Regions from separate parts of the Mus musculus genome. Here regions 1 and 2 are each linked to region 3. Evidence: chromatin contacts called from public ChIA-PET data. All regions are on one chromosome and are shown on one strand. The core of a region is the stretch at or near the end of the contact, and the rest is flanking DNA. Distances in the headings are between cores, read along the strand shown. Region 1 overlaps Gm33897 (a long non-coding RNA gene). Region 2 has its middle 72 kb from the start of Gm33897. Region 3 has its middle 62 kb from the start of Gm33782.

Region 1 (2,853 bases), core at 120-2,619, 350 kb after region 3:
ATATCCGGGCCTCTTGCTCATGCGCTCCCCAGTTCTTTCTTGTCCATAGTGAGAGACTCAGGGCTGGATCCATCCACAGGGAGCTTTGATGAGAGGCAGGTTTTACATCTTTGAGAATGTCTGCTAGGATTGTTTTGGAACCTGTTGAAGAATGAGGCGAAACAACAAAACAGAGCCACAAGGTAAAAGACGGGAGCCAGAACACACAGGGTGAGCATCCAGTCTTGAGACTACATTTAAAGTCCCAGATCCGCATGCGGCTAAATTCAACTTGTTTCTGGCGTTTGCGCCTAACCCGTAGCAGCCATTTCTTTGTCGCAGGCAGTTTTAGTTGGGTCTGTTTCATTTATAGCCGCTCAGTCTGATTACTAGCCCGGGTGATAGATAGAGCACCTTCTCATTTAAGTTTCACAAAACTCCTTTTACAGAACGGAAGCAGGTTAAGAAAGGGGCAGGCACATGCATGAAGGTCCTTCTAGGAAGAGCAGCAGATCTAGGTCTCAAACTCATTTATGCTTTATTCTAAAATTCCAGGCTCAGCCTACGGGAGTCAGCTAAGCCAGGCCGTTCAGTAACAGCCAGCAGCTTGCATAGCTTGAAGGGTAATTCATTAATTCTTCGAGTGTTTCTCGAAATGCGTTTTGATCTTATTTGCCTGGTCTCCTATCTCTTTTCAGACCAGTCCTCAATTCCCTACCCACGGACACTTTTTTTTTTTTTTTTAATTTTATCTATCAGGACCAATTTGTGCTGTCCAAATAGTCTTGGATATCTGGAGAGTAGCCACTGGAGAGTGGACTACTTTAGGGGGCGGGGTTGGGGGGGGGGAGGGCGCTACATTCTTAAAGAAAAGGACTCTGTTTTCAGGTTTCAACAGCAGTTGACAGACAGTTGCACTGCTGGTCCCAAATGGTTTATTACTAAGCATACTCAGTCTTAGGGGCGGAGTCCTCTCTGCCCCTTCTTCCCCAGCAGGCGCCTTCTCTCCTCTTTCTGGTCTACATTCTGAGTAGCAGGCATTTTAAACAGAAGTTTCCTCAGTAGCTTTTGCCTCCTCAGGATACCTGTCATCTACGGAGGAGGAAACTCCATCGTTAGTACCAATCGTTAGGCTGGGGACTCCACAGATCAGGCTTGGGGACAAGAGTGTGGTCTATAAACCCGATTGAAGAGGTTTTTATTTTCCATGATAAAGTGCAAACAAGGAGACATTAGCTTGACCCCGTTCCCTCCCTGGGTGTGTGCAAGTTTTATAGAGCACAGAGTTCTGTCTTGAAAATGGAAGAGAAGAAGGTAAACACTAGCCTGGGAACTGAGGTGCTGGCTCCAGCTGGGAGGTCAGCTGTGCACCCATGACACCCGAAAGCTGTGATGTGGTAGATAACAACCCCCCACTGCCTGCCACAGCTGAGCTCCTCCCAAGAAGGTGCAGCTCAGCTCCGTGAGACCCAGGAAATGGGTCACTCAGCCACCTTCTTTGTCCCTCTCAGCCTCTTGTTGAAATCCTTGGGGGATGTTTTTGAGAGAGTAAGACGTTCCTTGGAGTTTTGTGAATTGCAAAATGTTCAAAAACAGACAAAGGAAAAGTCACAAGCTTTTTGCATAGAAGGCAGCTGCTTTGTGGACCTGTGGGGTTAGGTAAAGAGATGAGGGGAGACTGGGGCCAGGTGTGCAAACAGTCCAGTCCTCAAAAGCAGTAAATGTAAGTGAAGTGACGGACCTCCCCAGATACTGAGATTTCTGAGAGCTGACTGTCCTCTTCAAAGGGCGAAGCTGAGCAGCCTGGGAATGGCTTTTAGGCTATACATTCATAAGCTTTTCAATGAGCTCTGTCGACAGTGTATCTCTTCCAAGGATATATACCCTTGATAAGGAGTAAAATCTTGCTCCCACTCTCAGGGAGCCAAATCTAATATTAGTTCCTTGTGTCTGAGATCTGGAATGGGTAGGGAGATTAAGAATGATTTCTGTAGGTCTCGTAAAACCAAAGCATTCACTTTTTTTTTTCTTCAATGAGTTGCAAAAGTCCCTCTATTTTGCTACCTAGGAGCCAGCACTCGCTGCTTTCTCAGAGGGCGTGAGTTTCAGTTCTAGCATCCTTACAACCAACCAGGCAGGTGACCTGTCCTCTCTCCAGAAGCATCTTTGGCTCTTAGGGTGTGTAGGCATGTCTCCAAGGCAGGTCAGTTCTCACCCATAGAGAGGGGTATGATATAGCAAGTGGAGAGTAGATTCTTAGGATAGAAATAAGTCTGGGTAGACGTGGTCCACACTGAGGCATCAGCACTAAGTCCTAGCAGATGCTTAAAAAAAAAAAAAAGATTCTGGAGATGTTTGTCGAAGTCTTGAAGACTGAGTTGTTCAAAGAAGAGAACTGCAAAGGCCACTGTAGACCCTTCATATTAAAAACAAAAACAAAATAACTGTCTGTTCAGGTACCCACCATATGTATATGGTAGTGTTCAAGATTCAAAGCTCTGTAAAAGCCCATAGTTTCTTTCAGAGATGAAACAGAAAAAAAAATGCAAATATAGATACTTAAACACACCACACATGCAGGTAGTGCATAGTCTCCTCTTTTTACCAGACAGGTCAATCCAATGCCTATTTACTCTGAGTCATTTAACTAACAATGATGTATGGGGCAAAGCCAATACTTTTCAGACATGGTGCCAGGCATGGAACAAATAATCAGAGCACATCGTTTGTCTTGGAGATGGTCTTGACTTCATAAACACACAAGGGAGGAAATGACCAGCTCTCTCCAGATAGAAGATGTGCCAGGAAATCTTCCCAGAGAAGGTGGAACCTGTGCAGGGGGCATAGAGGTGGTGGTGGTAGTCGTCATGAGAT
Region 2 (2,700 bases), core at 198-2,697, 420 kb after region 3:
ATAGGCCAAATCCCACAATGGTGTTATACTAAAACACCCTGCTTATCTATATTTGAAGAAAATTGATTTGAACATGAAACTTGCAAGGCACAAATGTCACCTGGAAAGCCCCTTCCCAATAACACACACAGATTTCATCTGCAGAGTACACATTATACCACCTGAGCCAGGAAATAAATGAATGTGTTTAATAACATGATCTATCAGACAGTAGAAAAGCCACAAGCTTATCCCAATAATAACATATAGAATCAACATAAAATTAGATGTGATTACAGTTCAGAGAGAGGAAAACAGTTCTGAAATAAAGATTTCACTTGGTTTCTCTATGTTCATAGTCCTTGTGTCTCAATTCTGAGAAAGTGAACATGAAAAGCATGGCAAAATCTGGCCACTAATTATATAATACACACTCAGTTATTCACGGGCTTTGTGATGGCTTGTTGTTTTCATGGCCAACACGAAACCTCCAGCTTAAACACATTTTGTGTTAGGCTGAAATCGAATGTAGGCTTGTTCAAGTTGCTTAACATCCTTGAACTTCTTCATCAAACTGGTAGAATTCTTAAAGAGTTTTCCGCGTATAAAAAAAAATACAGGTGGAATGTGTGGCTTGGTGTTTGATGTGCAGCACATGACAGGGAGATGGATATTATTATCATGATGGGAGAAATAACGACAACTAAGAGTCTAGAGAACTTAGTGGTGCTCTTCATTAAGTAGCTGACTGTTACCTTAGGTACTGTGGTCTCTGGGCTACAGCTTCCTCATCTTTGAACTGTCGAAGGTGGAATCATCAAGGTGAGATGTTTCTCCTTTGGGTTGTCTGAGAAAGGCTCTCAATCTGGAGCTGAGGGGTTTTGATCTGGTGATTATTTTGCTTCCACCTCCTGAATGTTGGGATTGTAAGAATGCACCACCAACCATGATTAATTCAAGTGCCTTTATAGTAATCAAATTGTCTGTCTAGATTTTGTTTCTTGTTGTTGGAATAAAACATTCTGTCTGAACAACTTAAGGGAGCAAAGGTCTATTTAGCTTAAAGTTTCAAGTCCCAGATCATCGTTTTGGGGAAGTCAAGGTGTGAACTTGAAGCTGCTCGTCACCCCCACAGTCAATAGCACAGAGAGAATGGATGCTCAGGGAACGATGTGCTTCTCTTTTAGGTTGGGTATTTTCCTATCCCTTGATACATAATTCAATCCTCAGGGTTATGCCCATAAGCCCAGGTCACTTAGACAATTCCTCACTGAGACACATCCCCAGTGACTCTAGGTTGTGTCAAGGTGACAGTTAAGAACTAACCACTGCATTCTCTTGTGTGAATGGAATCTTAGGCAAAATGCTGCTGTTTGAAAGCCATGCAAACAGAGCCGCTGAGTTGGTTAAAGTCGTAAAGTTAGAGCTTGATTACTTGTAACCACTTCCTGCGCCTGCCTGTGGCACCACAGAGCGTTAGGCAGGTGATTACAAGACACTTGAGAAGGTTTCCTGTATAATGCTGTTTGAACTGTGTATTGAGCTGGTGAGCTTTTGTTCAATGATTTATTCGCCAGTTCCAGAAAGGGACAGATGAATCTTCATAAGACTGTAACAGATGTGAACTATCAATTTTACTGGTTTAATAAATTTAATGACTGTATTAGGGTTTTGTGTTTTTGTTTTTGTGACAACTTGTGGAAGAATTTATTTTGGTTTATGGTTCCGGGGGGTTTAAGAATGGACCATGGTAGGAAGGTTTATCAGTAAGAGGCAGACATGTCAGTCAGCAGAAGCAGGAAGCTGAGAAATCCTATCTTTAAGCCCAAACATGAACTAGAGAGAACAGGCTGTAAGTGGCTCTGAGCTCTCAAACCTTACCCTCAGTGATATCCTTCATTCAGAAGGACTCCCCCTAAAGAGGGTTATATAGCCTTCCCCAACACTGATACCAGCTGCAAACTAAGTATTCAAATACTTGAGTCTATGGGAGACATTCTTAAATTCATACCACTCTGGTAACTCAATCAATTGTTCAGCACTCATAGTATCAAAGACTAAATCAATGTCCCATAATTGTTGTGTATATAGAGAAATTTTTAGTTATACCCTATACAATTATATAATTATCATAACTAGAAATATTTGAATATATATGTCTATATATATATATGTATATATATGGATGACCTGCCATTTCCTTTTCATGTGGATGATGTCATCAAATTCATATCCACCAAAAAAAGAACTCTCAGATAATCTTGTTGATAATTACTACTTTTGGGGGGAGATCCTTAATTCTTAATTGGGTTTAAAATAGTAATGTATACTGTGGGTTCTGATGTCAGTTTATCTTCAAATATCCCTTTGAGGGTGGTGCCTTTATTCTCATTTAATAGGTTTGGAAAATGTAGCTCATATTTGAGAAAGCTACTTGGAGTCACATGGTGTTTAAATATCGAAGCCCAGGTTTCCTGATTGCACTCCAGGGCGCTTTCCACGAGTGACAGGGGCAAGAGGACAATGTGCAGCCTTATCTTTTTCGAATGTGCTCTTCCTGATTTGCTGAGAGTTTTAAGCAGTTCAGAGAACTGCTCTGAACCATGCAATGACATACAGTCAATAAGCATTCAGGGCACTCTGAATTGTTCAGAGGCATAAATGGGTAAATACTCTTCACATTTTAAATGATAGTGAAAACATTTGCATTCTGATATTAAT
Region 3 (2,700 bases), core at 187-2,686:
AGGATATTCTAGAAGCTGCATTAAGGGTTGGGGAATGGAGGATCATGCTTATAAACCTGGGACTGGAGAGGCAGAGACAGACAAATCCCTGAGATTCCATGACTAGCCTTATTCATGAATTTCAGGCCAAGGAGAAACCCTGTCTCCATGACACCTGAGGTTAACTTGGGCCTCCACACGACTCTGAATGGAGTCCCAGCAATGAAGCTTTTTGCTCTGGGACAGTCAGAGAGGCATATTAAAAAAGGAACCCAACACACTTGATGTTGGGGTGAACCAAAGCAGATTTCAGCTGGGAAAGGCTCTTAACTTATGGCATGCAAGGCATCAGGAGCCTCAGTTACATAGCTATCAGGAACTGACTTTGGACCAGGTTCGTGAGTCGCATGAACCTGGAAGCAACTTCTCCCTCCGAGAATCCAGTAAAGAAGCCAAGCCCACTAACACCTTGGTATGACCTAGTAAGCACGTTGCTTAGCGACAAATCTCATATTTTTTTTCTTACAAATAAATGGGGTACCTCTCTGAAAACACCAGCACTCCAGCCTACAACAACGATGTCCTTCCTTAATGGCTCTTCTGTCCTGGCGACTCCTTATGTCCCAGCACCTTCCTTATAACTATGAAGTCCTGACTCTAGGTGCACTAACTACCAAGTTCCCTGATATCTTTTCTCAAGTTTGATCTTTGATAATAATTCCCTAGATCCTTACGTACTCATCTCCCTCCACCCCTAACAGCAATAATCATAAAAAAAACCCAAACAAACCATTGACAGATACTTGTCAGTAAGGACGGCATGCTGGAATAATATACTATATTATTGACCATATATTATCGAAGAAGAAAATTTAGGCACAAGAAACCTAAGCAAAGTTTCCCAGGATCACAAAGTGTCAGAGGCAGTCACTAGGCACTCCTGACTAAAGAATAGGACTAGCCATTCACTCTCTGCTGTAGCCCCCGGTACTTAGTTCTCCGGCGAGTTTAGCTGCCAGACTGCCAGTGTCTCAGACATCCAGCACCCGGCTCTGTTTGGGGTAAGCTTTTCACCAGTTCATTTCACTTTGACATTTTGTACTTCACCAAGTGTGTGCCACTCCGGTGGTTAATAAGCAGCTGACAGGATCAACATAAACTGCTGGGTGACGTGTAAATTAGCAGCGCCTATAGGAACACTAAGAGAAACCACACAGAATTTAAACACTGTGACTTTAAAGGCTGCTTATAAGACCAAGGCCCTCAATTCCTTCAGTTCACTTGGGCTGGGGGCGGGGAAACCCCCCAAAACAGAGCAGCCCAACCACTTTTCCCTCAGCTGTGATGCACAGATGATTTCCGAGAAGAGAAGTGAACTTTCAGAGGTTTCTCGATCAGCTGCTGGGCGACATCCGGCATCCGGTCTAACCACGAATCTCAGATGTCATAGCAACACAGGTCACTGGGAACCCAAAATAGTCCTGCCCAGAGCTCTTTCCACTTCTCACTTGAGCATGTGCGGGAAAGGTGTCTGTCTGTCAGCCAGCACCTGCTGCTCTTCAGAGACTGGGTGATGCGCGCCGCCGCCGCTGCTGTTGTTTAATCAGCCTTGTCTATCCAGCAGCAACCCTTTCTAGACAAGCTCTTTTCCTTTTATCCACGAGTCTCCCAGACTCTTTCGGATCCACACGCACATGTGGTGATCCACAGGGCTTGACAATGTGTGAAATCCCCTCTAATCCCGGGCCCTTCCTCGCTTCACTCCAAAGCTCGATGTTTTCCTTTTGTAGAAACTCACTGGAGGCCTTAAGAGAGATAACGTGCAAGAAAGACTATTTGGCTCTTCCAGAGCTCGCTGTCGCCTCGCCTCAAGTCGCGCGTATCATTTGATCACAGTTCCTGGCTCCGTGTCTGCAGAGAGACACTCCGCTGCAATAAGCAGTTTACTCCTAAAGAACTCACTATTCTGCCTTCTCCTCCCAAGTGCTGGCATCACAGGTGTGTATCACCGCGGCCAGCTGACAATGCAGATTGGATTTGAGATCTTAAAAAAATTCACTGGGTTTTCCTGAGAACAATGTACATGTACGTCATCAAACCCAAGCTCTTGACTCTAGCTGCATATGTATCAAAAGATGGCCTAGTCGGCCATCACTGGAAAGAGAGGCCCATTGGACACGCAAACTTTATATGCCCCAGTACAGGGGAACGCCAGGGCCAAAAAAATGGGAATGGGTGGATAGGGGAGTGGGGGGAAGGGTATGGGGGACTTTTGGGATAGCATTGGAAATGTAATTGAGGAAAATATGTAATAAAAAATATTTTTAAAAATACCAATAAGGAAACGGGGATGACGGAGTAAAGCAGCTGAATTTATCCCGAGAGAAGTGTATTGTTTTAAGATGAGAAAGAAGGACATTTTGGGATGTGGGGGATGCTGAGTGCTTCATATATGCTGACGATATACTCTTTCCATAGAGCTACATAGCCATCCCCCAACAATAATTTTTAGCTGCACATTTCTATTGAGTTTAAACAGCTCATGCACAAAATTTGCTACAATAAGACACCACGAGAAAGTTCCCCTCTCTCAATTTCTGCAAAATCCTTCTTGGAGACAGATGGTCTCGGATATTCTGTGGATCAATCCACGTTTTTAATTTTAGTGTAATGATGATATAAAAAACTATACAAGGAAGCTATACCTTGCATTCTGGTCTG

The links. ChIA-PET counts read pairs in DNA pulled down with a chosen protein or histone mark.
Region 1: an RNA polymerase II ChIA-PET map of memory CD8 T cells shows a contact between it and region 3, with 559 read pairs. The contact joins two enhancer-like sites. A contact is called at or near these places in 4 of 484 Hi-C or Micro-C datasets (CD4 T cells, CD8 T cells and Th1 cells) and 8 of 115 datasets of contacts at active chromatin or transcription factors (CD8 T cells, bone marrow-derived dendritic cells, double positive thymocytes and 4 more).
Region 2: an RNA polymerase II ChIA-PET map of memory CD8 T cells shows a contact between it and region 3, with 141 read pairs. The contact joins two enhancer-like sites. A contact is called at or near these places in 2 of 484 Hi-C or Micro-C datasets (CD4 T cells and double positive thymocytes) and 4 of 115 datasets of contacts at active chromatin or transcription factors (double positive thymocytes, effector CD8 T cells, memory CD8 T cells and 1 more).

The regions. Positions count from the first base shown.
Region 1 is chr10:96,723,667-96,726,519 of GRCm38.p6, forward strand. The region is part of intron 2 of Gm33897 (a long non-coding RNA gene); the gene reads left to right. Among named protein-coding and RNA genes, the nearest start is that of Gm33897, 9.3 kb to the left of the region's middle. Within about 2 kb of position 1,370, at least 77 of the 459 cell types and tissues checked have an H3K27ac peak or open chromatin away from gene starts, as enhancers often do. A contact at or near this core is called in CD8 T cells, Th1 cells, double positive thymocytes and 4 more, where this site is marked.
Region 2 is chr10:96,785,969-96,788,668 of GRCm38.p6, forward strand. No RefSeq gene overlaps it. Among named protein-coding and RNA genes, the nearest start is that of Gm33897, 72 kb to the left of the region's middle. Within about 2 kb of position 1,448, at least 51 of the 459 cell types and tissues checked have an H3K27ac peak or open chromatin away from gene starts, as enhancers often do. A contact at or near this core is called in double positive thymocytes, effector CD8 T cells, memory CD8 T cells and 1 more, where this site is marked.
Region 3 is chr10:96,369,750-96,372,449 of GRCm38.p6, forward strand. No RefSeq gene overlaps it. Among named protein-coding and RNA genes, the nearest start is that of Gm33782, 62 kb to the left of the region's middle. Within about 2 kb of position 1,437, at least 119 of the 459 cell types and tissues checked have an H3K27ac peak or open chromatin away from gene starts, as enhancers often do. A contact at or near this core is called in CD8 T cells, Th1 cells, double positive thymocytes and 4 more, where this site is marked.